Linked DNA regions of Salmo salar: region 2 is linked to region 1. The links are chromatin contacts, called in public Hi-C maps. All regions are on one chromosome and are shown on one strand. Each heading gives the region's core, a stretch centred on a gene start, on an enhancer-like site or on the middle of the called end of the contact. The rest is flanking DNA. Distances are from core to core; before and after follow the strand shown.

The links. Hi-C and Micro-C count contacts between places; a contact is called where the count stands out from the background.
Region 2: a contact with region 1 is called in a Hi-C map of gill, with 4 times the contacts expected there. The contact joins the promoter of dhx58 here to the promoter of kbrs2 in region 1. A contact is called at or near these places in 2 of 3 Hi-C or Micro-C datasets (gill and muscle).

The regions. Positions count from the first base shown.
Region 1 is chrssa03:60,435,037-60,439,561 of Ssal_v3.1, forward strand. kbrs2 (NF-kappa-B inhibitor-interacting Ras-like protein 2) reads left to right here and starts at 3,271. Exons shown (of 5, transcript NM_001140669.1): 1 at 3,271-3,341; 2 at 3,696-3,814; 3 at 3,931-4,174. The coding sequence starts at 3,721. dnjc7 (DnaJ homolog subfamily C member 7) reads right to left here and starts at 2,343. Exons shown (of 14, transcript NM_001139956.1): 1 at 2,264-2,343. The coding sequence starts at 2,337.
Region 2 is chrssa03:60,697,765-60,702,490 of Ssal_v3.1, forward strand. It overlaps dhx58 (DEXH (Asp-Glu-X-His) box polypeptide 58), which reads right to left and starts at 2,583. Exons shown (of 13, transcript NM_001140177.1): 1 at 2,532-2,583; 2 at 2,136-2,361; 3 at 1,720-1,924; 4 at 1,179-1,369; 5 at 921-1,034; 6 at 697-829; 7 at 353-538; 8 at 1-217. The coding sequence starts at 2,312. It overlaps LOC106600977 (histone acetyltransferase KAT2A), which reads right to left. Exons shown (of 20, transcript XM_045715015.1): 20 at 3,184-4,726.

The sequences.
Region 1 (4,525 bases), core at 2,021-4,520:
AATGAAAGTGACTCTTGATGGACCAAATGGATGGGCCGGTGGCTGGATCAGTAATGGACACAGGGCACCACTCTGAGTCAGGTGCCAGCAAGGTGAAGGAGGGGTACTGGTATGGGCTGCTATCATTGAGGATGAGGTAGTTGGACCTTTTCGGGTTGAAGATGGACTGAAACTCAACTCCCAAACCTACTGCCAGTTTCTGGAAGATTCTTTCATCAAACAGTGGTACAGGAAGAAGTCCTCAGCATTCTAGAAGGCCATGATCTTTATGCAGGACAATGCTCCATCACATGCATCCAAGTACTCCACTGCTTGGCTAGCCAGCAAGGGCCTCAAAGATGCCCGAATAATGACCTGGCCCCCTTCCTCACCTGACTTAAATCCTATTGAGAACTTGTGGGCCCTTCTCAAACATGAGATTTACAGTGATGGAAGACAATACACCTTTTAGAACAGCATTTGGGAGGCTGTGGTTGCTGCTTCAGCGAAAATTGATCGTGAACAGATCAAGAAACTGACAGACTCCATGGATGGAAGGCTCATGGCAGTTATTGAAAATAAGGGTGGCTATATTGGTCACTGAATATTTTTGAAAGGCCAAAAATTGTATATAATTGTCATTTTGTGTTACACTTACTCGAAAAATTGAGAATAAACGAGTTGAGAGAAATTATTTTTGTAATTTAGTTGCCTAATAATTGTGCACACTAATAGTTGCCCAATTGTGCACTTATATTTCCCTGAGAAAAACAAAACTCACTTTTCCTTTGTTAAACATTCAGGTTTGAGGTTCAATAACATTTTGGATTGACTGAGAGCATTGTGTTTGTTCAACAATAAAATTAATCCAGAGGAATACAATTTGCCTAATAATTGTGCACGCAGTGTATTCTACTGTTTCCAAACATGTATGCTGGAAGAGTTAACCTTGGTGTGCAGGTGGGAGAGGGGGTAAGGAGCTGCGCAAAATCATCTAAACATAGAAAGAGCCATACCAGCAGGCAGTGAGGGGTCTCAGCCAATGGAATTAGAGGTAGTGGCCACAGCTCAAACAGAGCAGCTATCTGAGCTCAGTGGGAAATACAGAGGCAGATCACAAGGGAGCACATGGCAAGACAAGCCAGGGAGAGGGCAACTGCCATTTCCTTGGAATCTTTATTTATTTAACTAGGCAGTTAAGAACAAATTCTTATTTGCAAGAGTGACAGATTTTTACCCTGTCAGCTCAGGGATTCGAACCAGCGAATTTTAGGTTACTGGCCCAACACTAACCACTAGGCTACCTGCCGCCCCAACATCTTCACCATGCTTCAGTTCAGATCACAATTAGAGCAAGAAAGCTGACAATGAATCGAAACTGAAAATAAAGGCAATTTTCCAAGACAATGCCTTTCCCTTGTAATGTTCTTGAGGAAACAGGACAGTTACCCCTATATCACCTGATCATAACACATTGGTTGGTTGTTGAACTTGTGGCCCCCACTGTTGCCAAGAGGAAAGTTGAGACATAATTACTAGTGGTGGGAATATATTAGCTAGGCCCAGCGTCATTAATATATGGATCTGGCTAGGCCTAGTTGACAACCTCGGATAACATCACAGTAAAACAAAAATTGATCACCCTTCAGGCATACCAAGAAGACCATGTCAGTCAATAGTAAGTTACCTCACGCAAAGCCTAATTTATAGCTGTCACGTTCAGGTCATCAAAACCTGAGAATGTTCTGGAAGAACGTCACTCAGCGAGGACAATCAGTGGGCAGAGTGGGGCAATATTTTGGGGACTTTTCTGGGTCGTGCGTGGGTACATAGCAATACTAACAGTTATGTTAGCTAGCTAAGTAACTAATTAGCTTAACACATTTGGTTAAAAAATATATAGAACAAAAACATTAACCATAGGCTTTGCGACCGTCATAGCTAACGGCTACTTAGCTAACGTTAGTTAGCCAACTAGCTAGTACAATAGCAAGCTAACGTTAGCTAGCCATAACAACACACGACGATGCAAACTTTGTCAAAAACTGTGACTAACTTTGTTGGTTAGGTAACATTAACACAACAGATAAAGTCAACTTTATCTTTGTTGGTATGGATTTTTCAAAAAAAGAAATGGCTAACCGGTTAGCAAGGCCTAATTCCCGTGTGACACAAAGCAAAGGCCAACCAATACTAGCCAGACCAAGATTATAATAACATGACAATGGCACGAGAACACTCAAATCTAATGTGTAACATTTGTTGTACATTTTCCGCAACGTACCTCTCCAATTCCTCGTCGCTGAGTATTTCCATTTCAGGATCCATGGTCACATCGCAGTCATCAACCGTCGCCATTTTGCTGGGACTGAGAGAGAGAGAGAGAGAGAGAGAGAGAGAGAGAGAGAGAGAGAGAGAGAGAGAGAGGGAGAAAGTTGATTGACAACTAGACAAGACGATCACTGAAAGTTAGTCCTGTATTTTTAACTGAAACCTGGCAGTCCCAAAACCTTTTTGGTCATTCAGCATCTTCTAAGCTAACATATTTAATTGTTTTAAGATGGTCATACCAAGGATCATTTAGATATTGATTTTGAATTTTAGGACCAATTTAGGTATAAAAAATATCAATTGATAACACCTCGAATTTGGCCTTACTGCTATTAGCCCATAGAAACACATTGGATAACAGATTTATACATGGAAAAACATAGGCCAAAATTAAGTTTGTTTTTAATTGTCTACCCTTAAGATATAAGAAAGATCAGGCAACTTTTTATAAAAAAAATTACACACATATTTAACCACTTTTTTTAGGCACTAAACTACTTCCATATATACTGACATTAATTGTTTAAACTGGTACCGGGCAACCTTCAGACGAGTGTTGTGAGGCTTACGTCCTAAATCAAAACAACAGAAACGTATGAGTTCGTGAGAGACTCACCTTTCTCATAACAGTGTGTAGCCCAAACTCTTCGGAAGCTAGACAGAAATTGGCAGATCGGCCGTAAAGTCTCACTTTAAAAGGGGTTTTCCCCCAATAGTTTTTGTCCCACCAGGAGTTGGCATTGGCAAGAAAGCAGAAACAGACCCCCAGCCAGGGTAAAACAATGCATGACAGGCTATTTTGTCAGTAAAAATAGAGTAACATTGAACTAGCTCGCTCTATTAAAATAGAAAATGTTAACGTCTTCCATCCTCTGCGGCTGTGGCTCAAACAAGTCTTTACCACCATCGTACGCTAGAGGTCTCAGTTACTAAAAGTAGTGAGGAAGACGTTACGTAAGCATTGTAAACAGGAAGTATTTTGGGGTAGTGGTGTCTGGAATTTACGGGAGCGCTGTATTTACATTTTAAAGGTAAAAAGATTGCAAGGAAATTAAATGTTGCATTGAGTTGTTATCTGGACGAACATAACAACGGACAATATCAGTTAAATAGAATAGTTAGCTAACTAAATGCATGCTAAACGTTAGCATGTAGCTAGCTAACAAACGTTAGCTAGCTAGCTACGGTATCATGGTCTGCTACGTGAGGGAAAGCGTCCTACCTCTATGACTTGTAAGAAAAACGTGTGTGTGTGTGTGTGTGTGTGTGTGTGTGTGTGTGTGTGTGTGTGTGTGTGTGTGTGTGTGTGTGTGTGTGTGTGTGTGTGTGTGTGTGTTTTGCTAGCTGCAGAGACATCTGTCATCTGACTTGTTATTCAATTACAGAGTTGCCAAGAGACGGATCATCATCATGGGCAAGAGTTGTAAAGTGGTGGTGTGTGGTCTGGCTGCCGTTGGCAAGACTGCTGTCCTGGAGCAACTGCTGTATGCCAATCATATTGCGGGTAAGTAATTAATTTGTAAGACCTAGCTAGATCAAGGACAACGTTGATGTTTTGTCTACACAGATCCGCTGGTCCCATTTGATATCCCAAAGTGCTCTCCTCATTTTCCCCCCTAGGCTCAGAGCCCATGGAGACCCTGGAGGATATCTATATTGGCTCCATAGAAACGGACCGTGGCACTCGAGAGCAAGTGCGCTTCTACGACACCCGGGGTCTTCGTGATGGTCTGGAGTTCCCTCGCCACTACTTCTCCTTTGCAGACGGTTTTGTCCTGGTCTACAGTATCGACAGTAAGGAGTCCTTCAAACGCATGGAGGCCCTCAAGAAAGACATTGACCGCTACCGTGATAAGAAAGAGGTAAGGACTTTCATCAATTTCAATGGTAGTTGTGAAGCACAGAGTCGTGTAGGCTAGTTAAATAACAGCGCAGACTTCAGGACAAAACGGATCCTGCTGATGAACGGCCGTCCTGATGAACGGCAGACTGCAGACCGTCAGCCACCTTTATTTTTTGTTAATTTCCTGATGGTTCTACGTGTTGAATCACCACCGCACGTCAACAGCCAGCAGGTTATGTACTACGCGTGGCGACATTCGTTATGGTGTGTCTTGTCCTAAAGTTCTTATCTACACACCACACTCCACTTGCTGATATCCAGGTGATGTGAGGCTGTGCTAAATGGATGAGATGATCTGTCCACAGGTGAACA
Region 2 (4,726 bases), core at 1,333-3,832, 260 kb after region 1:
GTCAGAATGGCTGCTCTGATACCAGCACGCTGCAGTGCTGGGTTGTTGGACACCCAGTCATACAAGCAGTGGGTGCTTTTACGGGTCTTGGAGAACAGGATCCCTCTGGAGGGCTTACCCTGGTCAAACTGCTCCAGCAGGGTGTTCTGAAGCTTCCCCATTTTAGGGTTTTCAAACCGGGCATCACCTGACAGTTTCCTCAGCTCCACCTCGTTTTCTGTTGAGGAACAGAACACTGACTATCAACATTCAGAAGTTGAACTTCCTATACCCTTAATATTCCAGAGAATCACACACATACAGTTTGTGAGAAAGTCAGAGAGATTGTTACAAGAGAATTGCAGGTTCTCACCCTGGTAGAGTCCAAGCAGGAAGAAGTCGGTTCCATCCATGGCGGTGGAGCTCTTGGTACTATAGTAGGACTCAAGGACCCTAAAGGCATCCACCATGCGCACAGTGTCGTTGATGAGCAGGGCGTCGTTGTACTGACGCAGGTGGAGAGCACACTGGGCCAGCAGTCTGTTCCTGTCTGTCACACCTACACCAGGAAACACACATCCAAAATAGGTTTTAATGCAGTATTCAAAACTCTGGTATTGACTGAGGAAGGTTCCTTGTGTGATTTGGTGCATGAAAATAGTTCCTATGCTTAGGTTCTATGATGTGGTATTAATTCATATTAAGAGGATGATTTACCCTTCTTCTCCAGAATCACCACGTCTGCCTCGTACTCCTGCGTGCCAAACTCCCTGAACGGAAAGTCAGGCCCTAAGGCCATGAAGTCATGGATAAACTGCATCATGAACTTCAGGTGATCCCCAAATGGGTCCTGAGACAAAACAACAGGAGTTTGTTGAATTCAAACCAATACAGCTCTCAAGTTCAAAGGCTTTATGTTTACAGAACAGAATTGAACTCACCTGAGGTCTTTTGTCAACGATGTCAAACCTTTTCCTGGGTCTGGGGACCTTTTTCTGCAGCTCAGGGGCGTACACTTTAGACGACACAATCACTGAGTCCAGGTTGGCACAAATCTGAAGGCCATAAATAATGAAATGAGCTAAATGTAAAGTGTAAATGTAAAGGGTTAGAGGGACATTATTCCTTTTTTTTACTCAGGATGAAAGTTGGGGCTGAATAAATAGCATGTAAAGACCACCGGAGAGAGAGAAACTGACCTGCAGCACATGCTCCACAGCTCCTTTGATGCTCTTGGCTCCTCCTGTCCCAGGAGAGGCAGTGAGGCCCAGAATCTGCGGCAGCCGCCTCTCCCCCTTCAGCTTCTGTGCCACGTAGCGCCCCATGATCTTATTGTAGACACCCTCCTTATGAGTGTGGTGGCACTCATCAATGATCAGCAGAGTGAACTCTATGGTTGGGAGAAAGAAACACAATGGTATTGTGAACTCAATGGAATCCAATGGTTTTACTGTATACTAGTTCAACATATGGTTTAAACCTACGATATGGACCAGTCTTTTAAGTGTGTTAGCTTAGGTTCCAGGGCTTTACTGTGTCAGGTGTAGATACTCTTTATAATGACGTGTCTGTCAATTGGGATTGATACCAAGTGCTACTGGTGCACAGTGGAACAAAGCCTGGGAGCCATCTTACAACAGCCTAACTTCTAAATAAATCAGTAACAAGTAGTGTGTACTACACACACCTCGCAACAACACCATGATTCAATATGTGGAAGGCAGCAGGGTAGCCACTCACGTGAGAGCTCGACATGTTTTCCCTCCTCCTGGTTGGTCAGGGCATTCTCCAGTATCTGTGCTGTACAGATGACCAGGTCAGAGTTCTTGACATTGCAGCCAAAGAAGTCCTTCTGGTCACAGTCCCCACTGATAGACACCAGGCTATAGTCCAAACCCAGGAAGGGTTTGAACTCATTGATGTAGAGTTGATCAACCAAATGAACCTGGAAAACATAATGCCAACAACAGGTCGCCATGGTTTCCCCGGGAATAGTGGAACTTTTATTTTCTGATTTTGTATAGAATTAACAACACACCTATACTAAAAGGTCAGACTACCTAGATACAATTACACAGATGGGTCAGTTACCTGGCCAGTTACTCTGAAACATCTGCTAAATAGGCCCAAAGCTCTAGTAACCCCTCCCTACCTACCTTGTTGACCAGCACAGCCACCTTAGCTCCAGGGTTATTCTCCAGATGTTTTTTGGCCACATACACAGCAGCCCGTGTCTTCCCTCCTCCGGTGGGCAGCCAGATGATGACGTTCTCCCCCCGGAGAGCCCTCTGAACCACCTCCTCCTGGTACTTATACAGCCCAAAGTCTGCCATCCTACCGGTCTATCCTACCGGTCTATTGGTCCACACAGAACTCCTTGTCCTTAGAAATAAAAACAACATTAGACTAAAGGCAGTGCACCACAAGGCTATTTTTAAACTGAAATGCAATACACACTGCAAATGTCCCTACAGTACTACAACGTACTACTACTACTACATTTGTGGCAGTCAGCTATAGATGAAGTCAAGCCATATTCATACTCAGCTCACCAAGTGTTTCTGAAGCAGCTCTATGTTTTGGATCAGCAGCAGACAATGTCCATGGTCCGTTGTGACCAGGTTCTGATTACAGAGAGGTTTTCACTGAATAAAGATCCACCCAGCTGACACCCAAACAGAAAAACGAAACCAAAAGCACTTCAGTCTTAGGTGAAGAAGGGGTCCTATTCAAGGGAGTTCTTGAGGGCCAACAAAGTATGTCTAAGTAAAAGAAGTGACACAAGGATGTGAATTATAGGAAGATTAGAAGAGTTGTAGGGATATTAATACACGTAAGGAGCCGTATCAGTTACGAAATCTACCAAACTGCAGATGTGTTAATCTAGTGGTATTGTACTGAGAGGGACTGGTATGTCTGTAACTATCTGCAGTCCAGGAGAAAGCTGTTGCAGATTTCTGTCAGCCTGACAAAGCACCCAGAGCCCTTAATGGGCCCCATTCTTACCAGTTGTGACATCAGGAAAACAAAACTGCAAGACACCATGAGAAACACTAGTACTGCATATCTGAATGGCATTTAAACAGCCCGAATAAACCTTATGGTCACACCTACTTAACAACACTGCATGGTTACTGGAACATAAAAAAACATGTGTACACTGTAACTAGTTGCCATCTTATAAGACAATAATAAGCACAGAAATATTTTACTATAAAAACTTTATTTTCATGAAGAGTATTACAGTAAAGAGCTCTTCAAACCATATAACTAAAAGAAAATGTAGCAGTCTTAATATTTTAACATTTCACTCACACAGTATTTTCAGAATCTTAATGCAGCATACATAGGTAGATTGAGAGATACATAACTGACAACCCTGAATAACGAAACATTGACATCACTTTAGTTGCTCAAAGCTAGTCATGATTCAAATACAAACACACACAACAGTTCAGTGAATACTCAACCACCCAGCACAGACCAGTCATTTCCCCCAAAACGTTTTACAAAATAGCAGAGAACCAAAGGCATCTCAAGAGGCAGACAATCAGACACCGACCATGACCAAGAAGTGGGTTTGTGTGAATAGCCGTGGCCATCTCAGTAAAAACAGAACAGATTATAGTTCTCCACCATGCAATACTGCTTGTGAGTATGGAGTGAACACCAAACCAGACACTTGTTTTGTGTGTGTTTGTCAGCCATTATCATATTAACACAATACATATCCACCGTAGAAGAGACAGAACCAGCAGGGAGGGTAAGTGCTGTGCAACACCTACATACTGTATTGGCAGGGCTCTATGGCCTTTCAGAGAAATACTGACAAATCGAACGGTCATGTTTAACAGTGTGGTTGGATCCTGTGCTTCCATCAGAAACAGGTTATTTCTAGGTCAAACAGAAACCGAAACAAAAGGGTGGCCAGTAACCCTCAGAGTAGTCTCCCTAGGCAGACGGGTTTGGCTCCCACATTAACAATGCTCCTGCTGTTGCCCTTGGTCTGGGATTCCAGAGACGACCCTCAGATCAGACAACACCATTAAAACAACAATGACACACTACTACGCCATCTCTGATGTTTCCCCAAGAAAAACAACCATGTTTGAGATCAGTGACATGGCCATACTGGCCCAGAAGAGAATGGGAAAAGAACAGTATTGACAACTACACTAACATTAGGATTGGATTGGAAAGTTGCACGTTTTTCTACTGACCAATCACGTGATGCCAAATCCAACATAATGCAATGTCAGACAGGGATATCTATGGTCACGCTTCAGGCTGACTACATTTCAGTTGTTGCATTGTATCAACCAATGGTTAGCGTGTCCCGTTACATGATGTGGTTAAATTATTGCTAAATACCTATCCAGGCCTTGTGAGGTGTGGCAGGCGTCTGCAATGTAGTCAGCCTGGAACGCGGACATTATCTGTGACTGCAACCTGACTTCGACAATGCGAGTCTGAACAGGTCTCGTCTTCTAACTCAAGGGCACATTGTATTTCTACCCTCCAAGTCTACTGGCCTCTTTTCAAGTGTATGTCAGTACAGGAAGGCAACAACGGCATAGGTCCCCAAGTCCAGCCTACTCACGTTTCCATGTCAGTACCAAAAATACAACTCCCATCTGGAGGAGCTGTGAGCGTGAATGTCTAAGCGGGCATTATTTTATCCGATTGAGGAACAATTCCATGAAAATGACATCCTATAAAATGAACGTAACCTATGTGGAAAGTTTGA